Regions from separate parts of the Mus musculus genome. Here region 1 is linked to region 2. The links are chromatin contacts, called in public promoter capture Hi-C maps. All regions are on one chromosome and are shown on one strand. The core of a region is the stretch at or near the end of the contact, and the rest is flanking DNA. Distances in the headings are between cores, read along the strand shown.

Region 1 (6,771 bases), core at 2,209-4,708, 740 kb after region 2:
CCATGGTCTCCCCTTCATTTCCAACTTCTGTGAGCCTGCCTTGGCTTTCCTCAGCTATAAGCATAACCTAAAAGGCGAAGAATCACGACGTTCCTGCCCCAGTTGCTCTATCTAAGTGTTTATCACAGAAACAGAAAGCAAACTAGAACAAGGACTCTCCTCCTTCATACTGATATCCCAAAGGCTTTCAGAAATACACCAAGATAAGCATCAGAGTGGGAAGGATCCAAAACTTCAAGCACATGAACACACACCTTTACTTCCTTGAAGGCTTATAGTCTAACAGTAGTTTATGAACCCGATTACTTCATGGGAAAGTCAAAGGTCAGGCATCTGCCCACATGCACAACAGGTCAACTTTTCAAGAAAAACCATTGAAATGCCAGTTTAGAAACATTATGTATCACTGCTTCTGTCACAGGTCCCTGAAGGTTAGCAGAACATATTCCAGATTATACTTTTGAGAATATGTAATTTTGAAAGAAATCTATTAAACATGCATCTTGTCTTTTGGCCCAGAAAAAAAACTGTCTAACGTATGTCTTGTAGCTTTACATTTTAAGCCTTCTTACACCCTACACATTAACTATATGATCTATTCTAAAACAGAAAATTCAGCAGTTAGTTGTTTGTGTAGCTACATCAGCTAATGTGCAATTTGGCATTGTTTTACTGAGCTATCCAATCATGTTTACAATGCTCCCCCGTTGCTTTGCAAGGCAGGTGTATACGATGGTCCTATGTCTCAAATATCTGCTACCCCATGGCAGGTATGGTGGTTTGCTTCACCTGACTGGCTGGGACCAAAACATTTTTCTTTCTCTCCTCCCCCGATATATTTTTCTTCCACTCTAAAAGAGAATGAGCATCCCTGAGAATAGAAAACCTTTGATAATTTAAAGAAATCTCAATGCTTTAGTTAGTCTGCTTGTATTGCAAATAATTCCAAATGTTACTGACTTAAAACTATAACCATTTCTTAGTTCTTGCAGGTTCTATAACTCTGCTTAATCGAGCCATATAAACTTAGGTTCTTTCAGGAGGCTTCTGAGCACTGGAAGTTTTCCCAAAAGTTAACTTGCTCACTCTAGTGGCTAAACAGTGCTGGCCTTTGCCTGGCATCACAATTCTGCTTTATATGAATGTCTACACAAGCCTACTTCAATATGCTCAAACCATCAGAGCTAGATTCCTCCAGAGCAAGTTATCTAAGATCTTAGAGTCATCTCTGCCATATTCCATTGGTCACATAAGGCTAGCATGGATTCGATGAGAGGAAATACAAGAAGCTTAGGATGCTAGGGTCCACATCAGTAGCTAGCCATAATTCTCAAGGGTGGACAAGGTGCCAATATTACATTTGTAGACACATAAGTTACTCATTGAACTTAAAGTTACCATACTGCCTAAGTTAATTGATCTTTTGCAGTTTTGTATGAGTACCCAAGGTCTTTCTTATGATTGGTCTTGGAGATCTTTCCTTGGTATGGTTGTTAATGTTGAAAGTACCTGTTTTTTACATCCATGAGGGCATTTTGGTGGTTATAGCCTCCATAGCACTCTGGTCAGCCCTTTCTGAGTTCATTTATTGAACGAACATTTCTTAGATGCTTCCTGCATCCTGGGGATACACTGGTGAAGTAGATAACCAAAATCCTTAGTCAAATGAGCATAGTGCAGTGAAGAAAAACAACTCGGAAAGAGACAAATAAATATGGAAATATTATATGATTGCACATTCTAGCCTAAAAACGGAAGATATGGTAGAGCATATTTCTAGATAAGCAAGGCCCCAAACTCCACAAGATAAGAAAAGGAATGGAGGGAGAGGAGGAAGGAAGGAGCAGAGAGGGAAAACTTAAATGCAACAGCTACATAGGTAGGAAATAGCTAGGAACTGTGGCTTATTTGGACTGATGAGTTGAGTAAGTTGTCTCTAAGATTATGGCCAAATACTGTGTGAGTAGAAGGCACATGAAATACTGTGTGAGTTGCAGGCACATGTTTGAGGAGAAGGCGAGCATCCCAGGCACAATGAACAGTAAATGCAAGATCGTCTGAGGAAGTACAAGCTTGGTTCACACTAAGAACAGAAAATATCCAAAAGGTGAAGAAACTTGTCAAGAGCAAGAAAAAGTGAAGTCATATAAGCACACAGAAGCCAAAGGTCATGTGCACTATCAAACAGGGCAACTAGATTGTATCTTATCCTAAGGTGGACTGGAAAATATTCCAAGGTCCTTCGCCTTATGATAAATGTTTTCCTCTTCTCATCTTTTATTATTATCTGCTTTCTTGCAGTAGAGTTTGTGTTGGGATCTTTTTGCCCCTTTCTTACAACACAGGATATATTCCCCATCCCCTGGAAGATAGAGTAGGTAATTTGACTCCATATTCAAAAGATTTGAATAGATTGACCTGCACAGAAGTCTTTGTCAAGACAAGACCCTAAACTCTCTCTTCTTCCTTTATGGCAGCCAAGGTTGCATACCCGAATGTTCCTCAGCTGGAAAAATGCTGAAGCCTTCTTCAGACTTGGCTCTTAAGTACAAAGCAGGCTCAAGAAACAAAATGATGTGCCTCAGTCACTGAGATATTGGGCTTGTTAACGGAGCACACCCTTTTGACTCTGATTAATATACCTCCAAAATGTTCTCTGGTGAAAAATAAGCTCTAAACCGACTCACTGCCAATCCCTAGAAATCAATTTTATAGACCCCGATGATTACTCCTACGATATAAATCCAATCAATATTCTTTCAGATCTTTGGTTTCTCTAAACATTTTTTTAATTCTCATTTCTCTTCCCAGACTCAGTCCCTAGCAGATATGAATCATTGTCAGCCCTTGCTAATAAATCAAAAAACCTAACATAACGTTCATGTGTTCTTATTCAGAAAGAGAAATACAACTCATTGTTTTCATTTTAAAGGTGGAGAGATGTCTTGCTCACAAGGAGCTGTCTTACAGTCTGGGAGAAGGATTTCACAAAGGAGACTAAGGCATGGAGATGCCAACACTACTTCTATACTCAAAACAATACCTAACACCCAAGGGAAGAACCGAACTCTTTTATCCTTTCTACTTCCCTTCTCAAATCCATAGACAAGGATACACATGTAATTTTTGCTAACACCCTTTAAGTTCATTACATTCATCCTATTTGTTTACAAATCCCCATCAATAAAGAAATCTTCTCCATCTACATTCTAATGGGATGCTTTGGCCAGGAGTAGATTGTCAATGGGACTTCTACACAAGACAAATAAGCTTAGGGGAAAAAAAAACTTAATTTCTTTCAAATGTTCTTCTTGGATCATGCTATTTCTTCCAGGCACAGCATTCTTTAAGCCATTTCCAATTCCTCTGATCAAACAGGCTCACTAATACCTGGGGCTTGGGCTCCTCCAAAAGATCTGCTTTACTAACCATCTGTTAAAGCTCCTCGGACATTTCTACTTAGTGAGACTCACGTGTCATCTGGAATGCATTTGCACCCTCTGAACCGTGTCTGAGACGTCTTATTGGATCAGCTTACCTCAATCACACATGATATTTTCAAACGTATTTTCTTTTCTACTTTTTTTTTGGAGAAATCAAAGTCTCACATTGTATCAGAACTATTTAAAAAGTTATGTATCTATAAAACAGACATAAAACGAGAGCCTTATTTTGAATTTAGCATCCTAAGCCTGAAGGATGCTGAAGGGATGTTAAGTAACCAAGAAAAACATCCATCACTAAAATGTTCAGGTAGAAATTTTTTTTCTGTTTTTTATTAGATATTTTCTTCATTTACATTTCAAATGCTATCCCCAAAGCTACCTATACCCTCTTCCCCTGCTGTTCACCTAACTAAGAACCACTCACAAATATCAAGATTATGAGCAGCTTCTGGTGTTCCCATTAACTGTGTGTTTATAGGAAAATGTATCCACATCATTTACTTTCATTGGAAAAAATATATTGTAATGGTCTTTGTCTATGATTGTCCTAAGAAAGGAGCCATGATTGGCTACCATGGTCTCTATTTAAATCAGTTAGCTCTTCTGTATGCCACTGCCAAAAAGTAGGAACACTGACTCCTCATTTATCACGTAAAAAACAATATATGTCCATGTACAACACAAGTATTTTGCACATTTACTATCGTTCCTAATATTGAATTGTACTGAGAGTATGAGTTCGTAGAATAAACACAATAGATAAATCTTTCAAAATCCTGTGTTCCTTCTTGAGGAATGAAGGGAATGTGGTGAATGCTTTCATGGATCACCCAGACTGTGTACCTTCATATCTTAGTATAAAGAACGCTCATGGGAGATGCATCATTTAATTCTCAGAACTCTGTGAAGCAGATTTTGGTTTTCCCATTTAGCAAATCTCAAGCTTACAATAACACAGTGACCTCCATAGGTAAGAGACACTTACCTAAAGCAGGAAGTTCACCACTAGAGCCTGAATCCAGATTCTAAGATTTTTCTCTTTGTATTTACCACTTCCCAAAGCCTGGGTGAACAAAGATGGCCACAAGTAACTTCAGAAAAAATATTCTCTTAAAATATTAAAGGAAGGAAATGCAGAGTAGAGATGTTTCTAACCATTCATCTATATAAATTCTTAACACTGTAAATGTCATGGTAGTCAGAAAACTTTTTACTGACAACTCTCATCAACAGCTACAAGCATATTTTATGTGCAATATTTGGTGTGTGTGTGTGTGTGTGTGTATTTGTGTCATATCTGTGTGTACATAAACAATAAATGCATGGGTGCCCTATAGTACACATACAGTAACTACAAACCTACCCTACTTCTAGTAGCATCAGAAATAGTAAAATACTAGACACCAAAACAATTGCACACCAGTTCAGTGCACCTACTGCTCTTCCAGAGGATCCAGGTTTGATTCCCAACATTTGCATACTGGTTCACAATCATATATACCTCTAGTCCTAGGGCATCTAATACCCTCTTCAGGCCTCCGCAGGCACTGCACATGTGATGCATAGATACTCATGCAGACAAAGTCACCTATTACACATTAAAAAATAAAAATAAAAATGAAGAGGAATCCTTAAATATAAAAAGTAAAATAGAAGAGTAAAACACTTAGGAATAAATTGATTGTGAGATAGGTATACTGAAACTAAAGAAATACTAGGGGAAAAATAATCTGGTGTTGGTGTTTATGGATTGGAAGAGTTTGAGCTGTCAAAAAGGCAATATTCCCAAAACAACCTACAGAACCACTCCTCTTTCTTCAACACAGCTGTTTTTGCAAAAATAGGAGTAAAATCACTCAGAATTATAAGATGGCACTAAAAACCAAAGCAATAGGAAATAAGGTGAACAAAGTTGAAGTATTCAAACTTGCCAACTTTAAAACTTATTGTAAGGATATAGTAAACAGAAAGAGTGTAATATGATTGACACAAACTTAAACATATAGATGAACAGAAGAAAATTTAGCATCAAAACACAAACAAATAGACTGATTTTCAGCTGTCATGCCAAAATCTACTCAGCTTGGGGAAGAACAGTTTCTTCTTGGGATGGTACTGAGTCAGCTAGCTGTCTACATGGCAAGAATAATGAAATTAAACCTACAACCCAAAGCAAATTCAAGCATGATGTTGAAATGAATATCTGTTTCTTCCTCCACCCAAATCCATGTATTAAGGCTATAACTCCAAAGCGATGGCGTTTACAGATAAGTCTTCCTGGGGTTATGGAGAGAGGGAAGTTTAGTCATGAGGATAGGGCCATACGATGGCATTGGTACCCTTAAAAAAGAAGATACCAGAGCTGTCTCAATTTCCCTCTGCCCCGAAGACACTGCAAGAAAGAAAACATATGGGATCTAGGGAGAGAGCCCTAATCAGAAATTAACCTATCACCGTGATGCTAGACTGCCTTCTAAAACTGTAAGAAAGAAAGAAAGAAAAAAACAACTTCTTTTTCCAGCCTACAGTATTTTGTTATGGAAACCTTTGCAGACTAACAAACATTAACTCAAAATGGATGGATCAAAAACCAAACATAAGAACTAAAACAATTAAAACAATATTTTTTTCTTAATTATTGTGGTTGAAAGTTTTTTTTTTTTTTTGAGACAAGGTCTCATCTAGCCCAAGCTGGCTCGTGAACCCAATATGTGTCTGAGTAGGACATTGACTTTCTGATTTCTGAGGTCTGGGATTATAGGCACGCATCTCTATGGTCTGCAAAATAACCTATAAAATTCTGAAAACAAAAAGGATAAATCTTCATGGCCTTGGGTTTGTAAATGGTTTCTTAAGTATGACAATAAAAGTACATATAGAGAAAGATAGTAATAGTAGACAAAATTGGGCTACATCAAAAATTTAGATAATAGTATCAAATGGTACTATACAAAATAAGATATAAGTCACAAAATAAGCAAAATTATGAATACAAATTATTTGATAAGGGACTAGTTTCCAGAATATGGAAAATATGGATTCTCTGATTAGAGTTCTATCCGCCTGCAATTTCCAGCTTCAGTTTCCTAAAGTGTAAATGCTCATGCTGACTTCATCTGTCTTTTGTTGTCATTTCATTCTTTATCAAGTTTGTCTTACTGTGGTGATTTGAATAAGTTTGGCCCACATAGACTCATGTGTTTGAGTGCCTTGCCCTTGGGGAATGGCACTATTAGGAGGTGTGGCCTTGTTGGAGTAGGCATGGCCTTGTTAGAGGAAGTGTGTCACTGTAGGGGCAGGCTTTGAGGTTTCTACACTCAAGCTC
Region 2 (7,316 bases), core at 3,472-5,971:
TTCCTGGGTTTACATGAGTAGCCTCACCATGACACCCAAATCATTGCTCTCTGCATTGTCTTGCTTGAGTCTCTGGCTGTTTGTCCTAACTATAAAGTCTTAACTGTGACTGGCTTATACCCTATCCACAGGCTCACAGAGGGGCTGCCCGCCACCCCCTGTTGTTCTGTCTTTGAGTAGACAGAATCCATAGTTATTTTCTCCCCCCACCCCCGTGGTGTTCTTTGGATTCTTTTTTTGGATTTGGACAAAGTGATTCCCTTTTGCATGAAGATCTGACCACAGCGCAGTATCTTTCTGTAATACTCATAACAGAAGCACACATGTCAGCAACCCTTCTTAAAAGTCCTGATTCTGAGCTGCCTAAAAACAGTGTTACTTGTCAAAATTGGAATAGTAACTGACTAATCTCCCAGGAATCGTCTAATACCAATCAATGTTGCACATAGACATAGCACTGTCTGTTTCCTCTTATGTTGACCCTTTTATTTATTTTGTATATTGGAGCATGTCCTAGTTAGGGTTTCTTTTCCTGTGACAAAACACTAGAGCCAAAAGGCAAGTTCATGAAGAAAGGGCTTATTTGGCTTGCACGTCTACATTATAGTTCATCACTGAAGGGAGCCAGAATGGGAACAGGGAAGAAACGTGAAGGTAGGAGCTGATGTAGAAGCCATGGAAGAGTGGTGCTTACTGGCTTGCTCCCCCATGGGTTTCTCAGCTTGCTTTGCTATAGAACCTAGGACCACTAGACAGGGGAACCCCCCCACCTGCTTGGGTCTTCTCCAGTCAATCCCTAATTTAAAAAATGCCCTACAGCTGGGTTTTATGGAGGTATTTTCTCAATTGAGATCTCCCCCTTCCAGATAACTTTTAGCTTTTGTCATAGTGACATACAACTATCCAACTATGAGCATTAGGGGCTCACAGTCCACCCTTTGTTGTTCTGGTTGCTAGCCAATACCAATACCAATATCACCATAGGGCAATGGGAGGACTAATGTTGCTACTTTAAAACAATACCTCAGGACTTGCTTTGATTTATTTATTTATTTATTTATTTATTTATTATTTGCTTTTTGTGGGAAGGTATCTGAGTGTAACTACTATATGGCAGAAAGCATGGCTTTGATGGCAGGCGTGTAGACTCCATATCCCAAGCTTTAACTCTCATATGTAACAGTGCAATTTTGACAAAATTATCAACCAATCCCATAGTTCAGAAGGTCATTTGAGCAGCAAGGCTTCTCTAATGGTCCCTTATGGTATTAAAGTGACCACACTGCAATTGGAGGTACCTACTTCACCAGCCTCTTTACCCCAGACTAAGCCAAATAGAACTGTAGTCTCTCTATTGATCCTGAATGATCAATATTATTATTCTCAATTATTTTCTCAATTATTGAGGAATGGTGAGGTTAATATTGATCTCTGTCCTCAGAACAGTCTCAAGAAGAGACTCTGAGAAGATCTTAAGATCTCAGACTGTTCCTAGAACTGAGCTGTCACGAGGAGTGGCCTCACTCTGCAGAGACAGCCCTGCAGCTGTCCTGCATATTCAGATGAGTAAAATATTCAAGCCCCTGGAACTTGGTTAGGGTAGTCTACTCAAGTTCTGACTCTCACCTTCTTTTGTTAGTTACAGGAGCAATACCTTTACTCATAAGATTCTGGCGATGCCCTTGAGAACAGAAATCTTCCCCTTAGGAGAGATTTGACTTAAATCCTCCTTCCCACTTTGAAAGAGCAATCTTCGGCTTCTAGAGAACAACTAGACAGCATCTCCTGCGCTTCTAACATCATTGAACCATCTCTCTATCTGCCAATCCAGTTTATCATCCCAGTCAGCTCGGTTCCCAAAGAGTAAGGAGGGGGGGCTCCTAATGTTCCCACACCCCCAGCAGAGCTTTTCCGGATGCTTGCTGGTTCACCTCCAACAATAGACCAGAGCGCCAGGTCTCCAGACTGCCCTCAAGACATTCCGGATAACTAGGCTTCCGGAGACACTTATGCAGTCCCCCTGTTCCTTCAGGGTCTCTCTGTTTCGTACCCTCTAATCACAGTGCTCTCTTTGGCACCTCATGCCACTGCCTAAAGACTCCCGGTGACATCTCTGCTCAGATGCGTGGTATGGCGAGGAGGAGATCAGTCTCAGCTCGTGCACATTAGCCCTGTCGAGGGTGATAAAGGATACCGGGGTTTAACTTCTCATTCTTTCCCAGATGGTTACAGCAAGTTAGATGCTTGCTTGGGACACTCCCAGGTCAAAGAGCTTAGGAAAGGCTATATGAGCACCAACTCCTACACAACTCAATCCCTCTGCTTCTCTGATCCTTCCCCAGCTTCTGGGTGTCCCAGTGTTCAGCGCGCACGTGCAGAAATGGGGCTTGGGATAGAAGGCATGGAGTGGGAACTAGGAGGCAAGGCTGCTTGCTCTATCTGGTCCCAGGTATTCCTTCCTTAATGTGATTTCTGCAGGGACAGTCCTCCTCTGGCGCCGTCACAGTGCTCTTCCCCACATCCCTTTCCCAGGAATTTCTCCATTCTCACCCCTTCAGCCTCCAAACTGTTCTCCCTTCCCTCTCCTTTTCCTTGAAAGACCTTGAGCCTTGGCAGGTCTCAGTAGGCAGAGCTACTAGGGAGCAGGTCGTAGCGACCCCCGCTGTAGACCACCACACCGGGTGGATAGTAGATCAGGTCAGGTTCGGCAGCAGCATTAAGCGGCGCCAGGGCCTGCAGCCCGTGATCTTCAGGTTCTGGCTTGGTGGTGGCGGTGAAAGGGCGCATGTTGGTGAGCGAAGGCGAGGCTATCCGCCACAGCAGGTTCTTGAGCGCCTTGCGGAACTCGCGGCGCACTAAGCAGTAGAGGATCGGGTTGAGGCAGCTGTTGGAGTGCGCCAGGCACACGCTGACTGGGAACGCGTACACTTGGCACTGAAAGTACTCCTGGCTGAAGGGCACGGCGTTGAACTTGATGAGGATGCTCCAGGTGGTAAGCGCCTGGTTGGGCAGCCAACACAGGAAGAAGGAGAGGACGACGATGGTCACCGACTTGGTGACCTTGGAGCGTCTCCTAGCGCTGGCTGTACTCAGGCCTCCCCCAGGCGCTGCTGCTGCTCCTACTGCATCTGTTGTCCCAACTACGCGACGGTCGGAGATGAAGCGCACAAGCAACAGGTAACACAGACTGATGATGCTCAGCGGCAGCAGGAAGCCCAGCAGCACCTTCTGCAGGTGGTACAAACCCAGCCAGAACTGCCTGTCCCAGCCCAGTAGCTTGTCTGGAAAGTGCATGAGGCAGAGCTCCTCACCCAACACCCTGATGGTGGTGGAAAAAATGGCATTGGGCAGCGAGGCCAGCGCAGCCGAAGCCCAGATCAACCCACACAGCACCTTGGCTGAAAAACAGCAGCTCTCCCTCAAGCTCTGGCCGCAGCAGTCGCCACGGCCACGCCCTCGGGTCCGATGGCTCTTGAGAGCCGAGGCCACCGAGTGGTAGCGCGCCACGCTCATAGCAGTGAGGAAGAAGACGCTGGCGTACATGTTCATGGATGTCACCATGGACACGATCTTACACATGGCCTTGCCGAAGGGCCACTTGAAGTCTAGTGCGTTCTCCACAGCCCAAAAGGGCAGAGTGAGCACGAACTGAAAGTCAGTCAGTGCCAGGTTAGTGACAAAGAGGTTGATGGAGGATTTGCGCCAGCCTTGCTTGCTCTTCATCAGGTAGAGAACCAGCAGGTTGCCGGCCAGTCCCAGGGCACAAACCACCCAGTAAACCGCGCTGATGAGGATCCGTACCCTGGCCTCAGTGTCTGTGCTCTCTGCCCCGCCGCCACCCGGAGGATGCCCAGGCGCCGCACCGTCTGGCAACTCTAGCCCCAGCTCCCACCACAGATCCTGAAGCTGCAGCGACGCATTGCCGCTGGCGTTGGCCACTTCCAGCAAGTCTGGGGTCAGAGCGAAGAATTCTGAGAGCTCATCACCCGCAGCTGCTTTCCTCACGGTGGCCGCGGGGGTTGCAGAAGCCACCTGCATGCTCAGGTGCGCCTTAGTCACGTTCTGCAAGCCGACTACCGAGAGTCAGCGCTTGCTCCGGGTGTGGTACCCAGGCGGGCGCGCAAAGCAGGTGCCTGAGCTTTCTATGTAGACGCTCAAAAGGGCTCCTGGAAACTGGATGCTGAGCCGCGTTGGCGCCCAGAACCGCCTTGGGCGCAGGGGTTGGCTGCACTCAGCATCAGTTCTTGGTGGGTTTAGAAGAGAGGATAGTTCTAGGCAAGTGGCTGGGGATCAAGGTTCCTCCTGGTGAGAACTGAGTCTCCAGCTACCTACTCTAAGACTGAGTCATACCCCTCTGCTTTCCTGCTGTCACTTAGATGCAGTCCCCTACTCAGGAGCACGGCTCTCCCAGTACCTTTGTTGGCTTCTGAGGTTGCCCGGAGGAGTTTCTCTCCTTCTAGAGGAAAACAGATCGTGGACATCTGTGTCTCGCTCTGACTGCCTGAAGGCTGATTCACGCCATCACTTCCTGGAGCTCCGTTGGTGTTTTCTGTGTGTCCGATATTGTCAACCCCCAGTGAGTTGCCAGCGTTTGATGAGTTACATTGGCACCCACCTCTGCTGAGAGCCCCGAAGAGCTTGCATAATCTCCGTGCGAGAAGATGGGGGTGCTTTCCGAAGTGCTGAACCCCGCGCGCCACGCAGGGAGAGGCAGAGTCTACTGGCAACTAACTCCCCTTTGTTCCAAGTTGCAGAAGGAGTGGTCTTAGTCTTTTATTTTCTCGGTGTCTGGAGTGAGTCTGAGTCTGCTTTCTTCCTTTCTTATTTTTATTAGGACGAGGTTTTTTTTTCTCCTTTCTCCCCACCTTAACACAATAGTTTGTTTCTCCCACTTACACAATAGTAACACCCTTTGTTCTTTAAATCAAATAACCAATCTTTTCCTAGTACTCAAACTGAAGCCCCATCTCCCCTCTAATTAGCTGAACACTTACCTGGTGTCAGATTGGCAGAATTCTAAGGGTTGATGTTTGCCTGGAATTGAGTATATTTTAAGAACTGAAGCTACAGGGGGCCGTGGGGAGGGGGAGACGTGTTACGTCTCAACTTTGCAGTTTATTTAGATGCCAGGTTAGTTGCTCTTAGAAGGACTTAAGGAAGCTGAAGTGTTTTCTTGACAGAAGAACTAACCTGAAAAACAAGTATGCTAAGCATGCAGTAATTGCCCTCACTTCTGGGATAATACTTGACTTTACTAACAGTAATTGGGGATATACGGACAGATGGAGCGAAAGAGATAAAGACTTGTAATCAGTCAAAGGAACAATAAAAGAGAAAAGAGGTCCTCGGCAACCTTAAACAGTCTTAATTCCAAAGTGGACTTTAAAAGGGCACTTCGCTGCAGACGCTGCATTTCTCGATTTTACCAATAGAGGTCGCAAGAGCTTCAGTAAAAAAAAAAATCAACTGGCCTTCGATCAGTTTTAATATGTTGAAGTTCTCTGCCCTGGTAATTCTGTGCTTCTGTGGACCCCTCCTTGCATCCTGGCTTTATAGCCTCGCCTTCAAGCGCACGTTCTCACTTTAAAAAAGCGTTTTCTTCCTCTGCCAATTTCTTTCTTTTTTATTGTATTTCAAGGGCTACTGAAAACCAAGGAAACCTGTGGTGATACGGAAAGTCCTATGCAGTAAAGGTCTTAGTCTGCTCACTCATCTAACAAATACTTACTTAGCCTCGCTTTGTTAGGTGTTATTCCATGACTAGAAGACTTTATGGTAAGTACAATCTGTAGAGTTCACACTCAGATGGGTGATACAAATAGTTAAGAGTTGTGTGATTGTAATATAAGTAGAAAAACAAAGCAAAATGAATCATAAACCATGTCTAATGAAGTTTGAACTTCCTGAGACTGTCAGGAGGCAGACACTGAGACAGACACTGAGCATAGGGGCTGCTGATATTATTAAGAAGAGAGTCCTATTGACTTCTGGCCACTAAAGAAATGAAGCCAAGGGGATTAGATAGAGCTCAGAAATACTGACGAGTGCTCTGCTCTTTGGAGGTCTGTGGTATAGGCTGAGAGATTCACTTAGCTAACTGCCAAAGCAAAAGAATGAAGTCATGAGTTTGGCCCTCTGGGGTCTTTGGTGTGTGTCTCTCATCTGAGAAGTCATTTTAGTCTAAAGTATAATTTCCAGGTTTTGGAAACATTGACATTCTGACTCAGGTGACCATCACTCTTGACCTGTCTCCACTAGATATTAGTAACGGTTTTCTCTCCTGCCGTGTATTCCAAAATGTCTCTGTAAATGGCAAGGTGTTGCCTGTAGCAAACACTCCCCTTTCTTGTATTTTTAAGAATCTATGATCTAAAGGCAGTGTCAGGGGAGCGGTGCACTGGAGGATGTGGGAAATCCTTTGTGGTCTCATTCCCATTTCTAGGAAAATAATCCAAAAGGCATTGCCTTTAGGCAGGAGTTAAAAGTATGTGTACAGAAGTGGCATAGTATACTGTCTTAGGCTAGGTGCACGCCCCTCTCATCATTGATGCAGTGCATCTTCCCAACTACAGAGCCTTGACCCTCCTCGATGCTCCTCAGTTAAACTACAGTGGAGCTGATGATACTGCTAAGAGCATTATGTCTGATTGTTGCTCAAAGGGGGAGATTTTCCTAGGGAGTCAGAAGCTAAGACTCCTGGCCTCCATCTGTAGTGAGGTAAGTTGATCTCCTGGTTCTGAATTCTGCCTCCATCATGTGCTGAGGGATGTTTCAGGTCACCCAGGGGCTGTAACCGTAGCTATGGGATACCCTGCTGCTAGTGTTACACAGGCATCTTAGAGTGAGGAGGGTCCCAAAGGCCAGTAAGTGTTTGTATCTTTACAGCCTGATTCTTACACACCTCCCAGTGATGCTCCAGATGACACTCCTCAAACGGGCACTCCAAGTCTTAGAGGTTGTGCAGAGGTCTAAGGCTCTCAGGCTTAGGAATGAGTAAGCTTGGGGCTGACCCTGAGCCGTCAGATAACAAGTCCATTCCACAGTCACGTGATCTGTCTAGCCTCACGAGCCCTGTGTAAGGAAGTAACTGGCACTCCAGAATAGCCTGAGATAGTTGCTGGCCATGCAACATCAAAATTACTGGGGTGGGGGGGAGCTTGTTCGAATTCATTTTCCAGACTTTTTTCACATCCCACACCATCTTCAGAGATTCTGGTTCTCAAAAGGGTTGAAAAGGAGCCTGGAGATCTACAATTAGAACATTCTGCCAGGAGACTCTAATTTTTTTTTCTAAGTTTGAGCCTCTGTACTAATTT

What was found. Promoter capture Hi-C pulls out the DNA fragments that hold promoters and counts their contacts.
Region 1: a contact with region 2 is called in a promoter capture Hi-C map of second pharyngeal arch cranial neural crest, with 2.4 times the contacts expected there. The contact joins the enhancer-like site here to the promoter of Rxfp3 in region 2. A contact is called at or near these places in 8 of 39 promoter capture datasets (3T3-L1-derived adipocytes, embryonic stem cells, frontonasal cranial neural crest and 4 more) and 1 of 9 other capture datasets (embryonic stem cells).

The regions. Positions count from the first base shown.
Region 1 is chr15:11,771,458-11,778,228 of GRCm38.p6, forward strand. No RefSeq gene overlaps it. Among named protein-coding and RNA genes, the nearest start is that of Gm34501, 45 kb to the left of the region's middle. Within about 2 kb of position 3,459, at least 4 of the 459 cell types and tissues checked have an H3K27ac peak or open chromatin away from gene starts, as enhancers often do. A contact at or near this core is called in second pharyngeal arch cranial neural crest, where this site is marked.
Region 2 is chr15:11,033,247-11,040,562 of GRCm38.p6, forward strand. It overlaps Rxfp3 (relaxin family peptide receptor 3), which reads right to left and starts at 4,722. Exons shown (of 1, transcript NM_178717.3): 1 at 471-4,722. The coding sequence starts at 4,038. The coding sequence ends at 2,620.